Linked DNA regions of Canis lupus: region 2 is linked to region 1. The links are chromatin contacts, called in public Hi-C maps. All regions are on one chromosome and are shown on one strand. Each heading gives the region's core, a stretch centred on a gene start, on an enhancer-like site or on the middle of the called end of the contact. The rest is flanking DNA. Distances are from core to core; before and after follow the strand shown.

Region 1 (2,525 bases), core at 13-2,512:
TCACTGCAAAGCAAATCGGAGGTTAAAGAAGGAAAGAAGGTGCTGATGCTTGGTGAGGAGAGAGGGAGATTTTGGTGAGTAGCAGCCCCATTTGAAACTCCAACGGGTCAGATCAGATGCCTTGGGAAGTAAGTCCCCTCACCTCCAGGGCTGAAGTACTGCCCCTCTTGGTGGCCTCCTGCGTTTGGGGGGGCCTTTGATTTCCACGGGGTAATGGCCCAGGGCCTGTCTTTCTTACCCACTGACAGTGGTCTCCCTTCCTGGGCTCTCTCCAGCAAAACACAGCAGTGCAAGGCTGGCCCGGCTCTGCGGCTCACTGTGATGCGCTCAAACCCACGAGGGCCATGAACCAGAGGCTCTCGCCTGTCTTCATACCTGCTGCCTCTAAGCCCGAACTAGGATGTTTTCAAAATCTCCATTTTGTTTTTGAAATTTCTTACTTTCCTTAGTTTTTCACCTTTTATTTGGAGACTTTTCAAGTGTGCAGAAATCTGTGAGAAGAGCACAGTGCACGTCTGTCTGCCCTTGACCTGCATTTACCAGGAGTGGCATTGGCGCGTGTGCTTTTAGCGCTCCTTGTGTAGACCTATTATGTCATTACCATTAGTTGCTGAACCATTTGAGAATAAGTTGCAGACACCATGATCCCTCATCTCTGAATACTAGTAATGACTAGTAATAACAATAACTCATTGTTAAATCACAATATGTTTATGAAGTTCAGAAAATTGAACTCTGATACAATACTGAATGTAATATATAGCCTATATTCACGTTCCACCAATGTCCCCCAAAATGCCCTTTATACCAATGTTCTGATCCCAAATAAAAAAACTTTTATCGGGACGCCTGGATGGCTCAGTGGTTGAGCATCTGCCTTCGGAGCAGGGCGTGATCTCGGAGCCTGGGATCGAGTCCCACATCGGGCTCCCTGCGAGGAGCCTGCTTCTCTCTGTGCCTCTCTCTCTCTCTCTCTCTCTCTCTGTGTGTGTCTCTCATGAATAAATAAATAAAATCTTAAAAAAAAAAACTTTTATCCTTAGTGTCAACAGGTGTTGAAAAGGTGGATCTGGCTACACACACACACACACACACACACACACACACACACATTACACACACCACACAAACACATACACACCACATCACACACGCTGCATACCACACTACACACACACTACACCAGGCAAACATATTACACATACACTATACACACTGCACACATCACACATACACACACCACATCGCACATACCACACATTTCACCACACACACGCACCACACTGCACACATCTCACACCCACGCCCCACACCCACACCCCATACCACACACATCACACATACACACCACACAGACCACACTACATACCACACATACACATCACACACACACATCACACACACCACACAGATTTAAGCTTCACTGCCAAGTATGCTCCCTATAAGAGGATCTTAACGTATTTTTTTTGTATTTATTTACTTTTTATTGACAAACTGCCTCCCTCCCATGCTGGGGTCTTCTAACCAGGCTCATTCCTCCAGCTGCTGGGAAAGGGGCTCAAGGGGCCATCCTGTCTCGCTGGCATGCTGGATGTGGGGTGGGGAGGCGGGGAGGATGGGCTTGAGCAGACCACGAGGCACACCCATCTTCCTGCAGGAAAGCCTTGCTCTCTGATTATCAGTGGGCAGCAGGGAGCTTTTGCTTTGGACCCACCACCATCCTCCTAGGGAAGAGGCAAACAGAGCTAAAGAGGACCGCAGGGGTCAGCTGCTGCTCAGCCTCCCTCTTCCGGTGGAGAAGACAACGGAAGTTCAGAGAAGTGAAGCAGCCTGGCCAAGCTCCCTTAGGCACCACGGGGAATGGGGATCAAGCTGATATTTTTTCAGGCCATCCAGCTGTTTTACAGACACCCAGATCTGGGGAGCAGGGAACCTAAGGACAAGAGGGAGAGCATATTCCCTGGAGAGAAGGAGAAGCAGAGGCCGTGAACAAGCTTCTCGAAAGATGAAGAGGCAAAGCTCCAGATGTGGTGTAGCTCCCCTGACGTGAAGCAGCTGGAGAGCTGGGGTCAGGCTCATCAGCCCTGAGGAGGTGAGTCCATGGGGAGGTGTTTCCCACTGCTTCATGGTCTCAGTGGGCACCCTGGCAGGCGAGGGCCTGGAGGCTGTTCATGCCCCCTTGTCTGTCCCAACTTCTAAGTGATCTCGGTTTGGATGTTCTACTCTGCTTGGCTTTCTGTCTAGGACTGGAGTCTGCTGGGAGGAATTTGCCATAATCTGCTATTCTTGCTTTCAAAGTCACCAAGGGACGCAGACAGGAGACATATGCTCAGTGTGAACGAGACATCACAGCTAAAATCATCATTTTTCTAGTTGCAACCAATTGGATTTTACAGGACTAAGTAATTAGACAAAAAGTCATAAGCGGACAAAATAAGAGCTTTCTGCCAAGAACCCCTCTGCTTCAGGGTTTGAGGTTGGAATCAGCGGCCTGATTTATGGGGATCCTGTTCCCTGGGAATGCA
Region 2 (2,525 bases), core at 16-2,515, 93 kb after region 1:
ATCTGTTCATTAGTTCATTTGTTTCTGTGAAGCCAAGTAACTGGACTGGGCATTGGGAAGACAGTGGAAAAGAAGACAAATTCTTGTTCTCCAGACTCAAGCAGGGAAACAGACAGTAAGCAAATAATTACAGAATTATTGAATACCATCCTAGTAATGCCAGGAGGGGATTCATGGGGAGCCATGGCACAGTCCCAGGGATAAAACCCATCTCTACCCCACAAGAAGGGGGTGAGAACACATAAGACGTTATAGCAGCACCTGGTGTGTGATGCAAACATATAAGAAGAGGACTTGATCCAGACAGAGCAGGTGCTATCAAGGATGTTGTCCTCAACTTCCTTGGGCATTTCAGGGGAGACCAGAGTGGTGATTAGGATGAGTCGGAGAGTAGATCTGGGTGGGCCAGACAGCACGTCTCAGGAGGAGATAGAGTGTGTAAAGGGCCCCAAAGTACATGGCTCCTCCAAGCCTGGAAGCCGCGTGAATGGGGGCCTTCCTCTTTGGGACTCAGGGAGTCTATGGGGGTGATTAGCAGTGGTGTGGCACCTCTGCAGCTGCTCTGTCTTTTGTCCCATGGCCCCTGGATGTTGTCTTCCCATGACTCAGAAAGACAAGCCATTGGCCAACTTGACCGCCCATGTTGGACACTATGCCAGGGCCAAGGTTGGTGTAAAGATGATGAGACGCAGATACTGAGCCCAAAGAGCTCACTTATGAGTGCAGTGGATGGACCCAGGGATGGGTGACCTCAGTGCCCAGAGGAGGGAGTCATGATCACTTCCAGCTGGGGAGGGCTGAGAGACTATCTGGAGGGGAAACGTGCACTGACCGCTTCTAGAAGAACAAACCTTCCACTCATGAAGAGAGGGGTGCAGAGATGAGTGCCCGAGGGCATGGTGAGTGGAGAGCATGTTGCACTGAGCTGCACTGTCTACTGACCCTAGGACACTCGAGCCTCTTTATTGACGCAGGCAGTGGAACCACTCCTCTCCTGGCGGTGCAGGAGGGGGGCTTTACTCCAAACACTGCAGGAGAGGATGCAGCCGGGAGGGGCTGTGTCCTCTGGTCCCTCATGAGACCCTCTGGGCTGGTCCCTCGCAGATGAAGAGCTCCATCCTCAGTGACCCACAGTTCTCCCATGAATCTGCAATGTGCCCACCCTTGGAGATTTCTCGGCCAGACAACTAATCTAATAAACCTTAGACCTGCCAGGGTCCCAGGGTTCCTGTGCTCTGTGCTCCCCTCTGGCCCCGGCTGTAGCACATGTCGCCTCATTGTGGCCCGGCTCCCCGAGCCACCTTAATCACACGGTATAAGCATCTATTTTAGTTACATAAACAGAGTTGTCTACATTTGGATCCCGGGGCTGGCTGCAGGAATTTGTAAACAGCATGGTGTACGAGGCTTGCAGCAAGTTGCCAGGACGCGCTCCTTTCCCACTGCCTGTTGTCCACTTTTCCCTTTTATAGAGAGTCTGGCTGGGAAAGAGAGACAGAACTTATTTGGGAATCGAGGACAATCTCTCCAGCAAATTCCTTTCTCCCACTCCTGCAACCACTACCTCCTCTTCTGAAATGTTGAGGTCTGGTGCAAAATTAAAACTGGTCTTGAGTTATGGGTTCCTCCTAAATGCTAGCTTCTCATAAATATAAATCCAAACCCCACAGAAAACAAACTCGGGGAGAGCTGATTCCCAGAAGGGTAACCAGGAATTTTGAATTTGAGGCAGGTTCTAAAAACTCCTGGACACTGATGTCCCTATCATAGCCAAGACCCTGTGTGACATCGTGACGTCCATCTTTCGCTCCAAGCCGGAGCTTGTAGTAATGACATTCTTGAAACCACAGAGAAGCAGTAGCTCGAGGGGGGAGAGGGGCATTCATTTTTTTTTCTCTTCATTTAATAACCATTAATGAAGCATCTGCTTGGATGAGATGCTGCATCTGGTACTGCAAGCCTTAGGAGGGGTATGACACAAATCGTTGGCATCAAAATCCAACAAAGGTGGAATTTCAAGATCCATCACGATAGGTCTGGGATGGCAGGGAGAGTTGAAGTTTACTTGGTACACATTTGCCGAGGGAATCATGAATAAGGGGGTGGAGAAGGAAGCCTGCTTCAATGACTGAAGTCAAATCTCAATCTAAAATTCAACGCAGGTGAACTTGTGCTCAAACTTACGGCAAGGATCACAAACCATCCCACTTTGCCTGGGGTCGAGGGCATTCCCATGGATGCAGGATGGAAAAGAATTCCCAGACAAACGAGGATAAGTCAGACTGCTTGTTGAAACCTCAAAGAAAAGGGAATTAGGGAGGAGAAGACCTGACTAGGAAATATGTGAATTAGGGAAATAAGAGGGCTCTGGGAGCAGAGGCGTGTAAGAAGCACTTGCCTTCCCCCGTTCATGTTTTCATTCGGGAGAACAAAGGACCAGAACATAATTCATCCACACAGGAAGAAACAGGGCAATTAGGAGATTATAAGGAGTTGGGCATCGCAAGCAAAACAAGAGGACTTCA

Evidence for each region. Hi-C and Micro-C count contacts between places; a contact is called where the count stands out from the background.
Region 2: a contact with region 1 is called in a Hi-C map of liver, with 1.9 times the contacts expected there. The contact joins two enhancer-like sites. A contact is called at or near these places in 3 of 9 Hi-C or Micro-C datasets (amygdala, liver and skin fibroblasts).

Annotation. Positions count from the first base shown.
Region 1 is chr31:29,344,224-29,346,748 of UU_Cfam_GSD_1.0, forward strand. No RefSeq gene overlaps it. Among named protein-coding and RNA genes, the nearest start is that of KCNE2, 110 kb to the right of the region's middle. Within about 2 kb of position 1,263, at least 2 of the 20 cell types and tissues checked have an H3K27ac peak or open chromatin away from gene starts, as enhancers often do.
Region 2 is chr31:29,437,551-29,440,075 of UU_Cfam_GSD_1.0, forward strand. No RefSeq gene overlaps it. Among named protein-coding and RNA genes, the nearest start is that of KCNE2, 19 kb to the right of the region's middle. Within about 2 kb of position 1,266, at least 3 of the 20 cell types and tissues checked have an H3K27ac peak or open chromatin away from gene starts, as enhancers often do.